3 separate regions of the Mus musculus genome follow, and all the other regions are linked to region 3. A link is a contact called in public promoter capture Hi-C data. All regions are on one chromosome and are shown on one strand. The core of a region is the stretch at or near the end of the contact, and the rest is flanking DNA. Distances in the headings are between cores, read along the strand shown.

Region 1 (3,994 bases), core at 1,459-3,958, 520 kb after region 3:
ATTGTGCTGCCCAAAGCAGTACTATGACTGGGGAGGGAGAGTAGGCCAGCAGAGGGCTATAGTATGTTGGTAGGGGTTGCTGTGGAAGACTCAGGAAATGGGCCTGCCACAGCCCAGAGCCATGCTAGGCCTCACCCATGGACACTGTCATGTCTTTCTTCATCTGTTTCCCTAGAGGTGAACAGAACTACATATCCCTTATAACCAGTTTATCCTAACCCACAACAAGTCTGTTAGCTGTACACAGGGTTGGGATGATAAAAAAAAAAAATGGCCTTGTTATTTCTTGGAGCTTGAGAAGGAAGTGCCAAATGAAGTATTTAACCCTAGGAGTATTGTTCCCCCCCGAAAAAGTTCCAATTTCTTTCTTTAGATTTTTGGAAGAGCAGGTTAAAGGTTCAGGCTGGAGTTTTTCTATTTTAAACTTACAGAACATTCATACAGACACATACTCAGGCAAACTACAACGAGAAAAAAAGATAGAGGGGCCTGACCCTAGTTCTTTCTCCCATTCCAGACATTCATCCAGGAAACAGTGGGGTGTCTACCCACATTACTGCATGGAGGCAAAGCATACCAAGCAGGTCAGGAAAATGCTCTTGAAGTACTTGCTAGGATCTGGCCTCGCTGTGCCCTCATCTCTCCTGCACCCTGTGAATTGGAATCCTTATTCTCCCTGTTGATAGGATCCTCAGGTCACTGTCAACTGCCAGTGAATGAGTCTGCCACCCTCATCTCTTCCCCTGCACCCTCTCTGCTGAGTCCCTACTGTCTCACCTGGACCCTGTTCTTGCAGGTCAGTGAAATCTCCACGATGAATACAGTCTCTGTAGAAATGACGGCATCTGAAGTTGTATAGTAAGAAGGGGTGATCTGTGGTTCCAGGCAGGCCTCTGCTGTGGAGAGGAGGCAAAGCCAATTTGTGTGTTCCAGGCAAAAGGGCTTACCCTGGCTCCACCTCTCAGACTTGGTGAGCTGAGGATACACATACTCTTCTATTCCTGACAGAAAGTGGGGTCTGGGAGATGGATCCTAGTACTCAGTCAAAAGTAGAGTGGAAGGGGCCAGTGAGGGCTGATGAGCCAGGCCAGAGTGAGGTAGGGAAAGCTCTGCAGAGGTGAGTCTGGATGCAACAACATGGAAGCAACAGCCATGTTTGAGGCAGGCAGGAGGCTGATGAAATTAGTATCTGAATCTATGATAGGGAGGCCACAAAGCAGCTCACCTGCTCCTAAAGTACCCCAGAAGCCCAGTAGGTCAAGGCAGCCTCAATTCAGAGCTTCTTCAATAGCCTACTGAAAGCATTCTGCAGACACTAAATGGGGTGTTGTTAACACACAGGGACTTTCAAGATAAGGGTCTCTAGACCCATCCAGGTGACAGAATGTCAAGACTGGTTCTAGTGTTTCCTGAGAGAAGTAAATTCTGGGCCCAAACACCAAACCTGCCCCTGTAAACTAAACACCCCTGAGGAAAAGTTTTCATCCAACTCTTCTCCAAATGTGATGTCTTGAAAGAATGACCGATTAAGCTAGAGAAGACCTTGTACCGGCATAAATGGCAGGAGGAAAATGCCTGGGAATGGCTCTCAAGGCCATATTCCACCAACCCTTCTGTGACCTGCTCAGCTGGGCCTTTCCCTGTAGACACTATGGAACCCCTAATAGATGTTACAGCCAGGTTTGTCTTTTTAAGACACTGCTAGCAACAGACTGAAGGATTCTCTGAGGGGTGGGTAGAAGGGATGGCCAGAGGCTACCTGTATGTACAGAAACCAAATCGTCCTTAGTTCAGGCTCTCAGGTCTGAGGTGCTAACATCTTTCAAAACACATGCCGGCACTCCAGATTGAGCTCAGCCCCACTACCACGTTACAGATGTCTCACAAATATCAACGGGTCTGTGCACGGTTCAATTTTGCTATGAACTTTGGGGTGGGATATACCAAGGCGTCACAAAAAGTCGAGGCTCTGGGCACTAAAAGCCCTTGCTCACTTCATCGGTTCCCTATCTAACTCGCCTAGTGCCCTTACTCTGATCTGCCTCCCTCTCTTAGGTTTCTCTTGGGGAAGCCTGGCCTATGCAGCATTGGTTCGTAGCTGCCAGCACTGCTCTTGTGCGACTACCTTTTGACACAGGAACCAGGGACATACATATCACCTTCCCTGCTGGAGCTGGTGGTCGGAGCATGGTACTGCTTTGGGGGTTCTCCCAAAAGCAGACAAGGAAGCAACCTGGCTGTCGGGTAAACGTGTGTGTGGTGCTTTGGTCGCCACGACACAACACCCATCGGGGGAAGATCCCGTCAGTAGCGACGAGCCCCGGGAAGGGCCAGATCCCCACCTCGCGCACACCCTTCCTCCCCCCAGCACCACCTGCCAACAGCAGGGGCGCGCCCCGAAACAAGCTCCGGCCAGGCCGCTACCTGAGCAGCAAGATAGGCCAGACAGCAGGAGTAGTGCCAGGGCGCCGAAAGATGCCATCGCCGCCATCGCCTCTTCTCTTCCGAGGGGAAAAGAGAGCAAGCCACCCTGGACATGCGGAGCAGACGAGGAAGCGCGACGCGTAAGCGGCCTCAGCACCCAATCGTGCGTCGGCGGGCTGGGTCGGGCATGGTGACGTCGCTGGCGGCACTGACGTGTCCGCTTCCCTAGCCAGGGTCCCAACCGGTCGCACTTCCCTCCTTCTCAGCCTTCCCCTCCCCAAGATGGCGGAACAGTGCTCTAGGCACCGGAAGGGGGCGTAAGAACCGGTGTGACTGTGCGCGTGCGTAATGCTAGCGTTTTCTCAACCCATACCCCGGATTTCTCGCTGTCCCCAACTGTCGCGAGAACGGTGCTTAATGTTTTGACCTGTAGAGGTCCTCACTTTTCGTCATGGCGCTGAAGGTGGCGATAGCTGCTGGCGGTGCTGCAAAGGCAATGCTCAAGCCAACTCTCCTCTGCCGTCCTTGGGAGGTGAGTGGTGAATGGGCGGTGGGACATTTGCAGGCTTACAGAGGGACTTAACACCCAATTGAGACCCGGAGTCGGGTAACGGCTCTTTGAGCAAACACGGAATTCGATTGGCTGTGCGAGCCATAGGAGGGGCGGGGAGAGGGCTGCACTCTGGGGTTCACTGGTTGCTTCTGCTGTCCGTGAGGCGGTTGGCCGAAATTGACTCTGATCTGGCTCCTCTGTGCCTTCCTCCGGAAGGGTTGGGAAGGTAGACCGCAGTAGCTAGGTGTCCCCTCCGTAGTGTCCTTGTGGAAGCCCTTTTGAAGAGGCCACGTGTCCTGGCCCACCTTGCATGTACCATCTAAGCCTGTTTCTGGACTCAGTTCCTCCTTGGTTTTCCCTCTCTTAGACTGCTTTGCCCTAGTGGAGGTGGAAAATCAGACTTTATCAGTATCTCTCTCGCTGTGTGTCTCTCGCTGTGTCCCCGCGTTCCCTCTCCCGGTTTCTCTCTGTCTCGTCGAACACGCGGTTTCTCTCTGTAGCCTGGAACTCACACTGTAGACCAGGCTGGCCTTGAATTCAGAAATCCTCCTGCCTCTGTCTCCCAAGTGCTGGGATTAATTAAAGGCATGCACCGCCGCCATCTGGCTATCCATAATCCTTGATCCCTCCAGATCTTCCGCCTACCAAGCACCTAGATACTTGATTCTAACCAAAAGGCCAACAAACAAGCCCAAACCCCTGTAATGAGAGTGAACCAGGGTTCTAAGACTGGAAGCTTCTAGGGCTTTGCTTTCCTGGTTCTTTCTTTGGAGTCTTGGTTAGCTGGTTTAGCTCCTGGGTAGCACTGCTTAGCACCAGAAAACCAACAACTAGCTCTGGGGAATAAGAGCTATGACCTCTAGGCCTTGCTCTTCCACTGACCTAGAATATGGCATTAGGCCAGCTCTCTTTTCTCTCTGGGTTCCAGTGAGGAGAGAGGACTTTATGTTCTCAAAGCATTTGCTGACTCTGACCTTCCAGAATGCCATGGGGTTTTTTGTTGTTGTTGTTGTTGGG
Region 2 (4,317 bases), core at 846-3,345, 820 kb after region 3:
ATTAGGGAGGCATGCTGAGAATCTGTGGACCAAGGACAAGTGACTCCTGGGACAGACTTATGGTACTCTGTTTCTACAGGGAGAAAAAGTGAAAGACCATGGTGGATGAGCCCAGGCAAAAGGGAGATTGGAATGGAGTCTAGTCCCCATCCCATCCCAAAACAATGTGACAAAAAACAAGTCTTCTGGAGAGTATCCCAGTGCAAATTGTCAAATATAGCCTCATTACAAATCTCTCTTCAGAGGATTTGATGCTATGACTGGAGGACTATAGAATATTGCTGAAAAAAGCTCTTTCTTACCTCCACAGCATCCCTTTCCCTTCTATTCCACCATGTTGCCAATCCCCCAACAGCATAGGATTTTAGAGGGATTGAAAAAAATTTTTGGTCAGTTATAGCAGATTACTTGACATGATGGTCACTGGCTGGCATACCCATCTGGGCTTCTAAATTCTAAACTCCATGGTTCCGATTCACTTTGCATGTAGTAGGACCTTGGTCCTTGTTCTGGGTAGGGAAGAGAAGCAGTGGTAGACTCAAGTCCTTTGGGGTGGAGAGAAAGTCAGTGTAGGAGTGGGCCAGAGAGGCCCAGCTGCCACACCCAGGCAGCCAGCTGGCTATGACGCCCTCTCTACTGCCTGGATCAGAGCCTCCTCATGCTGCCTTACCCTTGTGGCTTAGAGGCAGACCCACATCCTTCTATCAGTATATCCGCATTACCTGTCCTCAAAGCCCCCCCTCAACCCCGGCTTTAGCCTTCAGCAGCAATACACAGTCATGTTTTACACAAAGCAACCATGCCCACCCACAAGCTCTCCTAGGGTGTAGGTGGTACAGGCAACTGATTGCATGTCCAGATGCCAGCCCTTAGGACTCTTGCTAGCATAGGGAACATCTTAAGTGTGTCTCAATTTCAGTCATTTCAAGGCAGAAAACTGGCAGACTAGAGAGGCAACAGCTCCTAAACATGAAATTGGAGTCACCCAGGTGCCCTTGGCCTAATAAAGATTTCCTCTGCCTGCCCTACCTACAGCTCTGGACCTCTTATTCTAGGTACTCCAGTCCGCTAACCTTCACCAGACTTGGTTAATGCCCAGTTGACTCTGTCTGTCTTGCTTCTTCTTCTGAGTCTCTTGACAGGCTCCTCAGGGCTCTAAGCCACGTTTTCTTCCTGGAAACATGGCACAATTTCCCCATTTTCTACCCCCATCCCATCATCTGCCCATTGTGCATCTCAGCTCAAGAGGAAGCAGAACATTAGTCTATGGTGAGTATGGAATATTAGGGCAAGGTGCCTGAGGTGTGCCTGGGAGCACAAGTGTCTCTGACTACTCCAAGGGGAGACTGTGCCAATGCTGAGTTTTGCATTGGCTCCATCCTCCCTGACCTGGCCAGGTGCCAAGACCCCAAGAAAGGCTGAGCTGGGAGAGCAAGGCTAGCAGGAGTGAAGGGTGTGCCTGGGCCTTGCCATGAAGGGATAGGACTATGGGTAGAGCTTAGCCATCCACCCAGCCCTGCCTCAGTGCTCTGGGCAGCACCCTGGGGGAGCTCCCTGTCCATCCCCAGAAGCAGAGAAGCAACGCATAGGTGAGCTTAGCAACTGGGCACTGTCAGAGAGGAAAGGGAAAGGAAGGGTAGGAAGAAAGTTCAGGGAAGAGCGTGGGGAGAAGAGGCAGAAATGTGGTGTTGATGAAAAGGACACAAAGCCTTTGGTGGGTGCCCTGGGGGAATATAGAGAGCAGCAAGGAGACAGTGGAAGTATAGACACTGGGGCGGCAAGACTAGATGCGGCAGGGCTGGTGTGGAGACAGCAGGATTGCCAACATCTTTGGCTGATGAGGGTACAGCATAGCCAGAAATGAAGACAGGGAGGACAGATGGAAGTCTTTGTCGAGAGAGTGGAGTCAGTTCCCGGCGTGAGCAGGCCCTACCTGGGGAGGGACAAGCAGCCAGGTGCAGGCTGCTTAGTTGGTGGACTAGGTTGTCAGGCTGTCGGTTTGTCTGTCCGTCAGGGCCAACCGGGAGCAGCTGCTCGCTCCTGGGCAGTTCGTGGAGAGAGGGAGACAGAGGCGGTGGGAGGGAAGCTAAAGGCTGGGCGGGCGGGCCGACAGGGAGGGGACGGGGCGGAGAGGGAGACAAGAAGGGAGGGGGCTAGTGGAGCAGAGAGGGAGAAAAGGGGGGAGGAAGGGCAGCTGGGAGGGAGGGGGCAGGCTTCCTGCCCCCCCTGGCAGCTTCAAAGGAAGCAATTTTCTTGTAGACGGCTGGTCTATGTGGCACCCCTCCCCCTCACGCCCCCCACCCTGGCCCCTGCCTCAAGCATAGTTTGAAAGAACACACATTCACTTACTTAGGGACAGACCCTTGGTGTCTTTGGGCAGACAGTCTCACAGAGTCAAACTTTCCACTATCCAAAAGGGGACACTGAGGTGCTTGCTGTTGTGGGGCTAGGCAGAAGAAAGTGAGAGGAAGATGAGGAAAGGTAACCTGATGGCTACCCAGAACTTAAGTCTGAAGCCAGGGGCACTTTGGGGATTATAGATGTAGAGGATGGTAGGCTTCTGGAAGGGCTTGATCCAGGATCCCACTGGCTCTGTTAGCCTTTCCTCTTCTCCTTCCTTTCCTCCTTTAAAACGAGGCATTTGCCCCCCACCCCCACCCCAAGTTTCTGCAGGCCTTCTTGGCTCACATCCCTGAAGCCTTTGAGAAGTTGGCAAAGCTGATTTGGAGGAGAGAAACAAGCTCCTTATCTTCTTGCTCAACCCCTACTGGCCGGCCAGGATGCAGTAACCATGGTCTCTCTTATGAGCATTTCCTTCCTTCAATTTCAGGACCTAACAGGGCTAGGCTGCCAAACCTCAACTGCTTCTTGAGGGTCCAAATGAGACATGGTCCCTAGTGTAGCATTTACCTGTCCAGTGATGTCCTACCTCTCCTTTTCCAGGGCAGCTTCCAAGATGTAAAGGTGAGCCCTTAGATGGTGGGAGAGACTAAATTGGGGAGCCACACTGAAATCTAAAGATGAAACCAGGGACCAAGTGTAAGGAAGGGCAAACAAAGAAAGTTCAGGTGAGGGGCTGAGGCAGAGGCCCACTGGATAGAGGGCAAGGTGAAGTTCACTGCATGTTCTCAGTTGAGGACAGAATCTCCAGTAGAATTTTGCTTGGAGCCAGAATCAGTGTCGAACTTTCCTTCAAGAGCAGTCTCTTCTGGCTGCAGAGAGGAGAAAATTGGGAGAAGCAGGATATGGGTTGGGAGCCGGTGGATGCCTTTGGATTCCATGGTCCAGACCAGGAGACTAGGGAGCACTCAGGCTTCTCAGGCTGCTGGTTTTTGTCTGCTCATGTGTGTGTGTGTGTGTGTGTGTGTGTGTGTGTGTGTGTGTGTGTATGTATGTATGTATGTATTTATAGGATCTTATGTAGCCCCATCTGGCCTTCAACTCACTATGTAAGTGAAGTTGCTCTTGAACTCCAGATCCTCATGTCTCTGCCCCCTGAGTGCTGGAATTACAGCAGGTCCAAGGCACATATGGAATATTCTGCTTGGTGAGTGCAGCCAGTGGCAAAAGGCCACATTATGTCTGGCCTGTTCATGTGAGATTTCCAGAATGAAACAGAAAGAAACAGCATCTCATCAGTTCTGAGTCTTCAGTTTGAAACAATGAAACTGCTCTGAACATACTAAGTGAAAACTGCTGAATAGTTCATTTAAACTGTATGCCTTGTATTTTATATATCTTTCATCTCTTCTCTTTTTTTTTCTTTCTATTTTTGAGATAAAGTTCCACTAGATATCCTTGAATTCATGGTGAGAATTTTCATCTGTCTATGCTGAGATTACAAAAGAGTGAGCCTTTACTATACTCAACAAGTATATTTCAATAACTCTTTCCTTTTGCTTTGATTTTTGAGATAGGGTTTCTTGTACCCCATGCAGACCTCAGATTTGCTGTATAGTCCAGAATGACCTTAAACTCTTGATTCTTTTGCCTCCACCTCCTGGGTGCTGGAATTAGAAGCACAAAGCACCATACCTAGCCAAGGCTTTTATTTTAAGGATGAAAACTCACAAAATATATACCCACTGCCCCAGGTACCTGTCTACAAAGCCCTTATTAAATATGGTACCACTTGGCCTAAGCCTACATTCACTGTTCTAGGGTTTTTATTCACCCCCCTAGAACACTGGCCAGGAGAAGCATGATGGAGCTAGTGATCACAAGCTAGAACTTCTGTGACCCACTAGAGCAGTGGTTTTCAGCCTTCCTAATACTTTGACCCTTTAATACCATTATTTTAATTGCTACATCATAAAT
Region 3 (4,300 bases), core at 1,080-3,579:
TAAGATTAGTTTCAGGCAAAGATGAGCCTTTTGCCTAACTGTCCTGAAAATAGTCTGTCTCATCCAGCCCCATTATTCTCTGGTTAAGGAGACTCATACTCACTAGAAGCCAAGGCCTCAGTCTCGGTGGATGGCACTTTGTAGATCTTGCCCCCCTTATATACAAAGCTGCCCTCTACCACCTTGAAGTCCAGATATCGAGTCACTTCTGTATATAGTAGCATCTTTACCAGCTGACCTGTGTCCAGAGGAAATAAGGGACATTGTTGTGTTTTCCTTCAAAAACTCTCAGTAGTCTGACTGACCATATTCTTGAGATTGACCAATCTCTCCCCACTCCGTCTTCCCACTCACCACCCCCAAAACCATATACAGCATCTTTTTAATCTCTCTCACCATTGGCCATGAGGAATTTGGGGATCAAGTCAACATTCCAGTCTCGGCCCCGGCCCATTGATTCAGGGGGCCCTTCCAGTATCTGAAAGCGCTTATATAGCTGTAAGCAGGACAGGAAAGAAAGAAAAATGTCAAGGACCTGTCGCCCTTTCCCACTCTCCTGCCCAGTACCTGAGAATTACTTCGCCCCCTTATACCTATGTGGAAGACTAACAAGGATCTGGGTCTAAGCCCAGGTCTAAGAATAAGAAATCTTACCTCCTCCAGGGGTGTGATGGAAGAGCTCTCACCCCCATAGTAGGGGTTTCGGTCCATGTGCAGCACCTTCTTTCCATTCACAGACATGATGCCAGACAGGATGCATTCCTGGGGAAGGAGTGACATTTGCAGCTATACCCCATAACCCTCCAACTTGCTTCATGCCCACCACCAATTTTATAATGCAGCTCTTTTCAGTGCCTAAAACTGGGGAGGAGAAGATGGCTTCATATGATGTTTCCTTTACAACCCTGCTGAGTAAACTACTGGAGCATTAAAGGAGGTTTGGGGGGCAGAGCTTTCAGCTTCCAAGTCTTCCAGCATCAACAAGCCAAGAGAAGTATCTACTTCTCTGAGCCCACAAAAAGACAATGAGTCTACAAGAAGAACCAATTCAAAGGACCTTTGAAAGAGAAGGCCAAGTCCTTGAAATCCCAGGCCCCACCCTGCTCCTCCTTCAAAGGGCAGGAGCCCCTGACTCTCTTCTGGCCCTATCCACTGGTCTAGACTCAGGGTTCAAACTAAAAAGATTTAGGCCGGGGGTGGGGGTTGGGGGGGGCGGGGGCAGGGAAGAGACAAACACCCTCACCAGTCAGTCACTAACCCAAGGACAAAGGCTGAGGATATATATTCAGTCTGAGATCTCCATGGGAAACCAAGTTGGGGCAGAGGTAAAGTGGTCACTACCCCCCCCCCACACCCCCCACACACACACTCCTGCTGTCTCTGGAACATTCCATGGGTTTCCTATCCCATCCCAAAAAGCAGAAAAGCATGATGAGGGCCCACCCTTGTAATGTCCCCATACCCATCTTCATATTCCATCCCCTAGTTTGATCACAAGATGGTAAGGGATGCTAATCAAGGCCTTGGAGCAGGTGATGAGTTCAGGCAAAGGGTGGGGGCTGGGTGCAATGGTTCCACTGTGTGTGTGGGGGGGTGAGTTTTCCACCTCGGTGATAGAGATAGGGAAGAATAGGGGTCTGAGGTTAAGTACTAGAGTGCAGGAACACAGGACAAAGTGGGGCCCTCTACAGAGAATTGGGAACTGGAATCGACATCCTAGGGTGAGGTAGTGGGTTGGGCATGGGGTTGGTTTTCCCAGGGCTGGAGCTAGGATGATGGGAGGATGGATCGGATACCGGACTCTGCATCAATGCGGGATGGAGTGGGGTGGGGAGGGATGGCGTGGGGTGGGGAGGGATGGCATGATGCAGGGCTATGAGAGCCTGAAGTGGCACTTACGGTAAGACCTGTCCCCAGCACAATCACATCGTATTCCTCATCCATGATCAGGCCTTGGTACCAGCGTCCGCTCTGCTCCTCCTCCTTCACCACAGCAGCCGCTACCACTACCTCTACTATTGCTACTGCTGCTACTGCCGCTGCTGCTGCTGCCCCTGCCGCTGCTTCTGTCACTGCCGCCGCACTGAACCAAAGATGGCGTCTGTCGGTTGTCTCCTGATCCCTACGCAGCGTTAATGAGTCCCTCTCTCTCTCCGCTGGCCCCGCCCCGCCCAACCAGTCATCATTTCCTTGCTTGTTTTCTGGGAGGGCTTCTGTCACCTGGGTCCCAGCACCAGAATGACTGCAGGGGTTATCGGGGCTCTTCGTGAGCCCAGAAAAATACGGGGCGGGGCAGGCCGGCAGCAGGTGCTGAGTCCTCCGAAAGATCCTTGCGCGGGAGCCGCGCGCGCCCCGCCCCGCCCCGCGCGCTCCCGTACCGCCCCCTGGGAGAAACACAAGGTATGGAAGCCCTGCTGTGTGTTGTTGCACAGTAGCGGAGCTACCATTGTCAGGATTCCTCCCAAGGCCAGGAAAAGTAACAAGCCTCTACTCTAAGTAGGTTTGTTAAGAGTATCAGCTTACTGAAGACCCTCCCACCCTTCCTCTCTCACCTCTTGCATGACTGGACTACATCTGAGCACTTCTTCCCTTCAGTCAAGAAAAAAAAATCTACTGTTCAGTGCAGAAATGAGTGACACGAAGCCCAACACAAGGCAACACGTCTTTATTTTATTAGGAAGGAAACAACAGAGCAACCCCCCACACACACCTCCGGCCTCTTGACAGGCAGTCTTTATGGGAATAATCCAGAAACCCAGTGAGCACACTTTGTTCACCAATCCTCGTGATGGTTTCTTCCTTCCCAGGCCACAGAAATAAACCCCAGTGTACCACTCACTCTTAACACATCACCCCTCCCCCCCAAAAAACATAACAGCTAAGCTGGACAGACAGTCAAGTAGTCTTTCCACACCTCGCAAATTCAAGGAACCTCAAGTTCATGGCTGTTGCTGGAAGCTCCATAAAGCTTGGGGAGTGAGCATTTACTACACAAAAGCACTATAAACAGCAAGGAATAATAGCAGAGGGGCAAGAATAAATAAGGAGAGAGGGTAAAGGGGAGACCCTAGAATTAAGGTCCCTTCCCCTCTTGATGATGAAGCCTGGAAGATTTATCTAATATCTATGAAGAATACACTTTGTTGGTAGAGATGGGGGATAGCCACAGGGGAGTCCCTCTCCGGGTTAAAGAGGAAGCAAGAGAGACTGAGGGTGGCGTATGTAGGGTTCATGCTATAGTAGGAAGAGGACAAACCTTTCCATCCACTGTGTCACAAAACAGAAACATGACAACCTAGACACCAATACTCCCTCAATTCCTCTCAGGTGTATGTCACACAATCTGGGTCAAAGTGATGGTGGGGCCCTTGTGGTCATCAAAGCGATCCATGGTCTTTAGGCTGAGTATCATGTGCAGACCATAGGTGAATATGAAAAGCATGAAGAGGGTGGTGAGCAGACCCATCCAGATGCCCGGAGAGAAGAAACCAGCACAGTCGCTAGCATAGGAGAACTGTTCACCAGTCACATTGAAGGCCTGGATCTAGGAGACACATTGACATGGATCAGATGGTTCCACAAGGTTCCACACACAGTAAGAGCTGGGATTCTGGAATCAATGAATAATCTATACCTTCAGAGACTGCACAAGGCTGGAACTCTCAGCTACATGCTCAAACCATACTGAGATTCTCTGGGCCCTTCTTCCCTCCCCTTACTGCCACCAGCTTGGGGCCCATCACCCTTTCAATACCTGGAAGTTATGAAGAGTCATCTGCCAGACTGAGGGCACGTTGGTCACAAGGAGATTGCCTTTCTTGCTCACACTGCTGACGTACTCACAGTGGAAAGAATAGATGCTAGGTCCTGTGACTTGGGAAACATTGAAATGGGCAACAGAGCCATTGCTGTGGATTTCAAGTCGTTCCATGGCAAACCAATATCGGGCAGACACTGGATAGAAGCGACTAGCCAGAATGAACCTGGGAGGCAGGGGATGCAGAGATGTCAGATGAACAGAACAGAGTGAAGACACGCCAGCCCTGACAAACTTCAGCCAACAGAACTTACTTGAATGTCACTGTTGCACCAAAGAGTGGCTCATAGGTCAGTGAAAGCCTATGGAACAAGGCAGAGGAGTACTGTCAGGCTCTAGAAGGATCTTAAGAAGGTCCTCATCAGGTTGGCTCCAACCTAAGCTGCCCTAGATCCATCCTTATAGTCACCTGCCAATACAGTGTCCCCATTTACCATATGGGAAAAGTAAAGTTCCAGTCATAAGCAAATCAGGAGCAGTTGT

The links. Promoter capture Hi-C pulls out the DNA fragments that hold promoters and counts their contacts. Capture Hi-C pulls out chosen DNA fragments and counts their contacts.
Region 1: a contact with region 3 is called in a promoter capture Hi-C map of pancreatic islet. The contact joins the promoter of Ssr4 here to the promoter of Gdi1 in region 3. A contact is called at or near these places in 8 of 39 promoter capture datasets (the HPC-7 cell line, the SN4741 cell line, cranial neural crest and 5 more), 2 of 484 Hi-C or Micro-C datasets (LSK cells and regulatory T cells), 5 of 115 datasets of contacts at active chromatin or transcription factors (astrocytes, large pre-B cells, memory CD8 T cells and 2 more) and 3 of 9 other capture datasets (adipose tissue, liver and pancreatic islet).
Region 2: a contact with region 3 is called in a promoter capture Hi-C map of cranial neural crest. The contact joins the promoter of Bgn here to the promoter of Gdi1 in region 3. A contact is called at or near these places in 2 of 39 promoter capture datasets (cranial neural crest and liver) and 1 of 9 other capture datasets (liver).

What each region holds. Positions count from the first base shown.
Region 1 is chrX:73,785,737-73,789,730 of GRCm38.p6, reverse strand. It overlaps Ssr4 (signal sequence receptor, delta), which reads right to left and starts at 2,708. Exons shown (of 6, transcript NM_001166480.2): 1 at 2,425-2,708; 2 at 778-896. The coding sequence starts at 2,491. It overlaps Idh3g (isocitrate dehydrogenase 3 (NAD+), gamma), which reads left to right and starts at 2,834. Exons shown (of 13, transcript NM_008323.1): 1 at 2,834-2,956. The coding sequence starts at 2,876.
Region 2 is chrX:73,481,379-73,485,695 of GRCm38.p6, reverse strand. It overlaps Bgn (biglycan), which reads right to left and starts at 2,095. Exons shown (of 8, transcript NM_007542.5): 1 at 1,934-2,095.
Region 3 is chrX:74,303,041-74,307,340 of GRCm38.p6, reverse strand. It overlaps Gdi1 (guanosine diphosphate (GDP) dissociation inhibitor 1), which reads right to left and starts at 2,329. Exons shown (of 11, transcript NM_010273.4): 1 at 1,900-2,329; 2 at 655-762; 3 at 397-496; 4 at 104-238. The coding sequence starts at 1,944. Atp6ap1 (ATPase, H+ transporting, lysosomal accessory protein 1) reads right to left here. Exons shown (of 10, transcript NM_018794.4): 8 at 4,072-4,119; 9 at 3,755-3,983; 10 at 2,620-3,544. The coding sequence ends at 3,335.